2 separate regions of the Mus musculus genome follow, and region 2 is linked to region 1. A link is a contact called in public HiChIP or PLAC-seq data. All regions are on one chromosome and are shown on one strand. The core of a region is the stretch at or near the end of the contact, and the rest is flanking DNA. Distances in the headings are between cores, read along the strand shown.

Region 1 (4,317 bases), core at 633-3,132:
TTTGTGTACACACTACACTTCCTTTTATATTCATCCACTGATAAGCATTCAGGCTGATGCTGTGACCTATGTATTGTTAGTAGTGGTAAGATAAACAAGAATATACAGTAACTCTATTGTAAGCTGGCTTTTACTCCTTCAAGTATATACCCCAAAGTGTTCAACTGGATTTTATAATACTTCTATTTTTAGGATTTAGTTTATTTATTACTTTCCTAGGAAACTTTATACTAACTTCAATAGTCTATGTATTAATTAACATTCCCACTAACAGCCAACAGGGGTCCTTCATCCCCACATCTTCAATACCATTTGTTACTTTTGTCCTTTTGTTGATGTTTTGTATGAATGCAATGGAATCTCAAGGTAGTTTCTTTAAGATTTATGGCTTGTTCATATTTATTTTGGGTGTACAAGTGTTTTGTATGTGGGTATATATGTATAATAAATGCATGTCTTGTTCCAGAAGACATTAGAAGAGGCATAAGATATCCAGAACTACAGTTACAAATGGTTGTGATCTTCTGTGTGGATGCTGGAAACTGAATCCAGGTCATGTTCTAGAGAAGTCAGAGACCTTACTACTGAACCATTGCATCACACCCCTCAATGTAGTTCCATTTGCCTTTGTTGGATAACTAGAGCTGTTCTCTCTCTCTCTCTCTCTCTCTCTCTCTCTCTCTCTCTCTCTAATAGAAGAGTCTCAAATGTAGTCAGATAGTTGAACTGGACTGAATTGTCTCCCAGAAGAATCCACAGAAGCTGGGACAGTTGCTGAGTCGCATGCCCAGCAAACCATAAGAGACAATACACGGGAGGATGGAGGGGTGGATGATAACTCAACAATGTTGCTCCAGGCTGAGTCATTTTTCTGCCTCACGTATGATCAATCATTTTGTCTAAGCACACTATAGTTTCTTCTGGTCCAATAGGGCCAACTGCCTTGCCCACTCTTATCTTCTCTGAGTCATGATTGTATCTCTTTGTGCATTAATAATTGACCACTGTAATGCATTGATATTTCTTGATATTTACAAAGCCATCTCACTGAATCAAAGAGAGATGGAAAAATCACAAATATTTTCCCTTATCCTAGGTAGATACTAGAATCACCTATACTGATTTTCCAATGGCATAAACCTAGGCCCTACTACCAAGATCCTAAGAGATGTGTAGTCAAATAATAATTAGGGCATTCTACAGAAGATTCTACAAACTGAGAGAAAATAGAGACCAAATTCTGCAACTCGGGCTTCCATAAGATAAACAACTGCAACAAGGAAGCACGCCCTTCTATGCTGGTAGGTTTTCAGTCAGACCTACCTTCTTGTCATTCTTGAACATCAGTATGCCAGTCAACTTCTATGCCTTTAACTCATGCTAATCTCTGTGCTAACTTGTCCTTTCTCATTGTTTTCTATATACCTCAAAGTAATAATTACAAGAGAAATATTTGTTTACAGGTCACAGCAGACTTTCCTCGGCACTTCCCCACAGTTGCAATGTTGAGAAACAAATACGTTCCTTATTTCAACTTTCTGTCTAGGAATTGAAGTTCATCCATGCCGGGTAACATAACCAGTATATGAACTGCAGAGTGATGCTGATAAGGATCAACCAGGAGTAGGAAGCTGAGCAAGGTCTTTCAACATCAAAGTCCAAGACTGCTCTAATTTGCCTCGCCTTTTTTAATTAAGTGTACTCAGCACTCTGTAAAGTTGAGACTCAGACCTAATGACATGCCAAAACCTCTTCCAGAATGTTCTCAATCATTGCACCTAGTTTGTAATGGCAAATAACAACAGCAAGATAGTATACCAGGCTCTGTGCCCAGAGGGCTAAAGCTACCTGGCATGGTTTTCTTTGCCGAGAGGGGAGAGATCTAGTCTTAGTGGAGTCAAAGAACTTACAGAGCTTACGCAGCTAATAAGTGGCAGAACTGAGCTATTGATTAGAGAGTTCATGTACTTGACCTTTGGGCAATACTCCCATCCCTACCAGCCATCACAGTTTTTGCTTGTGTTAAGGTTAATTATTAACATGCATTTCTTTCTTCTTCATGAGAACTCTTTGGGTTTAAGAAAATTCTCAGAACACACATGCATAACCCAAACATCCATAATTCTTTAACCATTTCATAAGTATCTAGCACATCTATTCATGTGAGTCTGACAAGAATGGGATCAGAATCTTTAAGAACCAAATGCTCAGAAGAGGAATATTCAATTTAATCAATTTAATTCAATTCATCTTTCTTTCCATTATGTTTCATCAAATTTGTCTAAAATAAAATACTTTATGAATGCTTTTAGATGCCAAACCTCCTTCAGCTTGCTCTCTCAGGAATACCAATTGAGATATAGTATGGGCTTATATCTAGGAAAGTGTAAATTGTTGATAATTATTTACTGCTTTCTTGCCTTCTCTCTTGCTAACAAGACAGCCATGGCTACTAACTAGTACTATTCTTTCTAGAGAGTCTTCCCCTCAAATTGTTTGCTCTAACTTCACAATAATATGTGTTTTCTAGGGTGACATTGTCTCCTAACTACTGTAAGTCTGCCATAATTAGGGTAGATAATATGAACTATAAGTGCATTCAGGAATATTGAGGTGTTCCTGAGTAGTATCTGGCAAATGATATTCTTCTTCCTCTGAAATCTCTTGTTTCTAAAAGAAGTTACACCTGTTTCTGAATTCCTTGTTCACATTTTCCTCCTTGTTGAACTAGCTCATATTTGTCCTTACATGCTCATACTCTCTCTCTCTCTCTCTCTCTCTCTCTCTCTCTCTCTCTCTCTCTCTCTCTCTCTCTCTCTCTCTCCTCTCTCTCTCTCTCTCTCTCTCTCTCTCTCTCTCTCTCTCTCTCTCTCTCTCTCTCTCTCTCTCTCTCTCTCCCTCCCTCCCTCCCTCCCTCCCTCCTCATTTTCATTATTTTGACCATGATGATTTTCACTGTGCCCAAACCTTCGGTCTGACGTACAGGTGGTTCTCATTGCAGCCCATTTAAGAATATCAACAGTGGTTTTGCAACAGCAGCTCTGTTCACCCAAACAGCTTGTGACAGTCCATGCAAAGATTTTTATCTCTTTACATAAAACTCCATCAATGTTGCAGGCTCAGATGCAGAAATTTTAAGCCATGTGTTTTTGATACAGAAGACTTTTCCCCTTAGGCTTAGAATCAAAGAGAGACATCACATCATCCTCATTCCTTCAATGGCAAAAGGTTCATTCACACAACAGTCATTTGAGGGTGAGTCTCCATAAAGCCCAATTATCAACTCTGTCTAAAGTTAACAAGATTGCAATGGATGCTCACATAGAAGGAATAGTCAGTGGGTCGCTCTTGTCCAACAACATTCAATAATTTACATTTGCTGTTTTTCAGTAACTGCAACCTTTTATTTCTCCGTTTCTTTTATTCCACCCTGGCTTCTCCCCCTCCAACTCCTCTTGTGTCTTCCCAAACTCTCCTTTAAGTTTCATGAACTCTTTTTCTTTTATTTGCTTGCTTGCTTGCTTGCTTGCCCATTTGTTTGCTTATTTGTTTGTTTATTTGATTGGTTGGTTCAGGCAAACCCTCACTATTTAACCCTGCTTGACTGGGGGCGGTGTAGACAAGGTTGCTCTCAAACTCACAGAGATCCTCCTGCCTCTACCTTCTGAGTGTTCAGTTAAAATTGTGTGCCACTATGCCTGTCTATAATACCACTTTTGGAAACCATTTATTTATTCTGATTTTGTATTTTTTTATAATTTCATACATGAGTACTATATTTACATAATTTCCACCCTGGCTTCTTCCCCTCCAACTCCTCTTGTGTCTCCCCAAACTCTCCTTTAAATTTCATGCCCTCATTTTCTTTAATTACACAAATACACACATGCACTCACACATGCGCACATATACACAGACAACCTACATTGCTTTTAGTGTTGCTCTTCTATAGGTGTGTTTAGGGTTGACCACTTGAGATTAGATACCCTATCAGGAGCCTCATCGGTGGAAAAAACTAATTTTCCCTCTCTTATTAGCCATCAATTTCCTGTAGCTCTTCATCTAGTCGTGAAGCCTTGTAAGATTTCCCTCATTCATACTGGCATGCCAAGTGATATTTCATTGTGCACGTCTTGTTTCAGCGACCATACTGTGAGATTTTATGGGTGCAACTTCCCTGTTGTATATAAAAGATACTGTCTCAGACTAGACATCCTGGCCTCTGGCTCTTTTCACCACAGCCCTCTTCTGTGATGTGTCCTGGGCCTCCAGTATAATGGTCGTATTATAGATGTATCAATTGAGGCTTCACATCCC
Region 2 (4,317 bases), core at 667-3,166, 650 kb after region 1:
AGGGGCTGGAGGGATTTTTAGTAATTCTAATCACATGCTGTAAGTACCAAGGGCTTGAGTTTAGTTCTCTGCATCTACACCAGACTCACAATCACCTATAACTTGAGTCATCTACAAGGACCCGATGCCCTCCTCTGTCCTGTCAGCATTTGCACACACACACACACACACACACTTAAAAATAAAATATATCTTAAAATCATTATAGAAAAGATTAGCAACTTTTGGAATGATTCAATTTTACCTAGGGAATATTTCTAACTGAGAAACAATGAGAAGAAAAAATGTAAAAGGTTAATGAGTAGTTGGTTACTCCAGAAGAGAGGAGTTGTGAATCTCCACAAGGAAACCCTGCAGAGGAAATCAAAAGGCGACCTCTCCACAGGTTAAATGTGAGGCTAGAAATTGAGCATGAGAGCTGTGGAGACTACTCAGTGGGGGAAGCACTTGCTTCGGAAGCTTGAAGACCTAAGTTCAGACCCCTAGAGACCAGATAAAGCCTGACACAGCATCACGTTTGTAATCCCAGGGTTGAGGAGAGGAAGGGCAGCTCTTTGGCCAGCTAGCCTCACTTGTGCAGTGGTGAGACAGCTACAGACCCTTTCTCAAACAAGCTGCAAGGTGAAGACTGACACCTAAACTTGTCTTCTGACACACACACACACACACACACACACACACACACACACACACACACACACACTTGCATGCATTGTAAACCTATTGCTTTTCTATTTTAGCTACTGGCATACAAGAGATATCTATATCTATATCTATACATATATATATACATATAATATACATATACATATACATACTTTTGCAACACAGGACATTTACTTGCTTGGATTTTCTTAGAAATCATGACTGAGTCCAGAAATCAGTTATGAAAGAGATTTTCTTAACTCCAAATTTTTTTTTTTTGTTCATACAACACTTCCCGTTTGTCCTCAAACAGGTTTTGCAAGAAAGAAGCTGCTTGTTTCTTAGGCAGGTGGCTCCCTGTGCTGCAGTTGGAGAGCGTCAATCATCACTGACAACCTGCAATACCCAGGCCTGGGTGTCTCCTCCAGCTATCACTGTCTGAGACTTTTAAAAGGGATGCGTAGTCCTCTTAGGTCTCGTTTCGTGCATTCCACACGTAAGTGGAAAAGTTTATCCGCACTGACATGAAGAGCCTCATTCAGCTGGAACTTTTTGTTTTTCTACAACAAATAATCCTTTCTTTCTATTTTGCAATGCTTGGGCTCATCTACAAATTCTTGGACTCTTTCTTAGACATGCATAGTCCAGCAAAACTGCCCCCTCACCCCCCCTCCCAAATTAACATCAATCAGCAAGTGTATGCTATTTTTAATATCAAAGACAGGTTGTTGGAATGAATGGACTTTCCTAGTGGCGACATAGAGACGGTGGGCTGGGACCAAGAAGAGTCAATCATTAATTACTCCCTTTGTTTTTCAATAGACTTGCTATGCTTTAAAAATTGAATTATTTCAATAAAACAATATACAAATAAATACAAAACAAAAGGGCACGTGTAGGGACATATTGAAAGGAAGCATGCATACCAAAATGATAAGTGCAAATTGGATTTGAATATTCATGAGTCACAAATCATTGACAGTTTGAAATAATGCAAAACAGCTTTATAAATGAGGTTAAGGCAAAGGACATCAAAGAAATGCATCTTTAAATCAATAGAAATTTGATTGTGTATGTACTTGTAAATTGTGGCTACAATGTTTGTGACACAGGAGAAAAAATACTGTGTATCTCTGATGAAGGGGGAGGACACATAAATATTCCCTCTATATATTATATTTTTGCAATTCATCATGTGCCTGGAGCCAAGCCAGGTAGAAAGTGGTTGGACATTGTACTTCCTGCTCAAGTGTTTCCTTGTGCAGAAATCGAGTTTCAGACCTCTGCCTGGAGAGTCTTCACTTGCCCTGCTAAAAAAAAACCTAACCACACAACCATTTGTACAGTCGAATCCTTAGGCAGAGGTAGCACACCTAGCTTTGGAGAATGACAGCTTTAAATCCTTCAGGAGAAAGAGCTCCTGCCACAGAGCACCTATCTTAGAGAATACATTACCTCTTAGAAGGGCAAGGAGGAAATGCAAGCGTTGAGAACAGTTTGTAAGAATCTCTTGACAACAAAGCAAGAGCATTGAATGCAAATGACAAAAGATATGTTGAAATAATTGGAGTTGCAAAATGTAGGCAACTCAGCCATTTGAATGGAAATGTGTTTTGTTTTGCCCAGCACTGATTACTCACTTGCAGGACCTTGATAGAGGATCTAGGGAACCCTTCCCCTGTGATTGGAGTGATATTTGAAACAGTAGGACTTAGAAAGCAAAGCGATATTTAGGGACTGTGTTAAAGCAGGGACACTTGTCAGTTAAGGAATTTCTCTTCGAAGCTTGGCTTGGATCACCTGTAGGTTGTGAAGCATTTCTCTAAGGTAACTCCTCAGCAAATCTCTTTTTCATGCTGTCTCTCTTCCTTGGAAGATGATGAAGGTAGGTGACACACACGAGAATCACAGTGTACATTTTATTAATTTGGAAATCGCTGCTGAATGGGGTCAGCTTAGAAAATTCACCTCTAGACCTTTGTTAGGCCATCCTTTAAGGCAGCAGGTTAAATTCAGGGAGTACAATCCAGCTGAGGCAGGACTCGTGAGAAAGAGACTCTGCATCATCTCCAGTTTGCTGCCTGGAGACTTTGACTTGTATGTTAACCATAATCGAGGACAGCCATGAATTCTGAAAGCAATAAAAATAATCATCTCTGGAGAGATGATTCAGTGGGTAATAGTGCTGGTATGGAACCATGAGGACTTGAATTCAAATCTCTAGCACTATGAGAAAAGTTAGGCATCTCTGTGTAGCCTGTAATGATTGTATCCATTGTAACCACGACCTATAACCTCAGCACTGGGAGAGAGGTAGGTGGAACTCAAATCCCAGGAAGTTCTCTGCCTAGCTAGCCTAGCCAAAATTTCCACTTTCTGGTTCATTGAGAAACCCTTAAAGGAAGAAGGCAGAGAGTGACAGAGAAAGACACTTAATGCCTTTCTTTGGAATATCTTCCTCTGGCCTCCATATGATTGCCTGTTGACTCAGTTGCCTGTACCATATACATACACAACATGCATATAAGTACACCTGTCAAAATAGATATTAAATAAAAGGTTAAAAATTAATGAATTAGCTTCCAAAAGGTCACTATGTAGCCAAGGATGGCCTTGCACAATTGCTTTTCTTGTCTTCCTATCAAGTGCTAGGATGATAGGTCGGCCCCACAAAGCCGGTTCACGAAGTGCTGGAGACTGAACTTCGGACTTCCCACATACTGAGCAAGCACTATTCAGAACCACGTCCCCAACCCCTTTAATATCTTTATTAAAGTCTGCAATTATGGTGTTCTAGCACCAACTCGGATATATTTATATTGTCTCTGTGAGCCATCACATGTCATTTTTGTTATATGACAAGAAATATCTTGTCTTTCCAAATGTATTAACTCATTAGCTGTGGAAAAGAAAATGCCTTTGATACCTCCTTCATAATGTGTTTTGTCCTAATATTGGTACCTATTCATAAAAATAACTGAACATTTTTAACTTGGGTTAGCCTCAATATTTGACCTAAGAGTTTTCTGCATCAGGAGCAAATATCTGCACTTTCCCCTTCTTCTAACAACCTTTATTTTCATCAAGTTATAGGCTCCAACTTTCTTGGTAAGGTTGATTTGCAATACATGTACATGTGGTAACCTTCAATAAATGGTGTGTGTGTGTGTTTGAATCACTTAGCATCTAAACTAACACACATGGTTTTGTGTTGGTCAGAGGGTTTTAGCAGAGGAGAAGTTCATCTTCATTTGTCTGCTCAGCAAGTGCTCGAGACGCTCACTTAGCTCTTCCTTGTGTTTTCGCTGAGACTGTTTCTGACCTTGGAGCTTATCTTGGCCGTAAACTCCTTCAGTCTCTCCTCATAGGCAAAGCACAGTACTTACGCTTTTCTTTTTAAGATGGCAGAGACTCTACCTCAGACCTTGATCTCTACAGCTTGTGTATATGGTCAGTTGATGCTAGCTCTGAGAAGGTCTTTGGTGCACCCGCTCCGAACCCCCTTGTCAGAAGCAAGAAGTTAGGAGATCCAAGAGCTGTCATTTCTGGTAATTCAATATCAAAATGAATGAACGTTAGAATGGAATAAAATACTTAGCATTGATTCTGAATTATTTAACAATAAATTACTGAATTCTATTAAAGTCTTTTCTTATCATAATAACAGAAACA

The links. HiChIP or PLAC-seq counts read pairs in DNA pulled down with a chosen protein or histone mark.
Region 2: a contact with region 1 is called in an H3K4me3 HiChIP or PLAC-seq map of intestinal villus epithelium, with 5 read pairs. The contact joins two enhancer-like sites. A contact is called at or near these places in 1 of 484 Hi-C or Micro-C datasets (nephron progenitors) and 2 of 115 datasets of contacts at active chromatin or transcription factors (embryonic basal ganglia and intestinal villus epithelium).

Annotation. Positions count from the first base shown.
Region 1 is chr2:115,448,354-115,452,670 of GRCm38.p6, forward strand. No RefSeq gene overlaps it. Among named protein-coding and RNA genes, the nearest start is that of Gm39910, 40 kb to the left of the region's middle. Within about 2 kb of position 1,883, at least 12 of the 459 cell types and tissues checked have an H3K27ac peak or open chromatin away from gene starts, as enhancers often do. A contact at or near this core is called in intestinal villus epithelium, where this site is marked.
Region 2 is chr2:116,095,010-116,099,326 of GRCm38.p6, forward strand. No RefSeq gene overlaps it. Among named protein-coding and RNA genes, the nearest start is that of 2810405F15Rik, 21 kb to the left of the region's middle. Within about 2 kb of position 1,917, at least 4 of the 459 cell types and tissues checked have an H3K27ac peak or open chromatin away from gene starts, as enhancers often do. A contact at or near this core is called in intestinal villus epithelium, where this site is marked.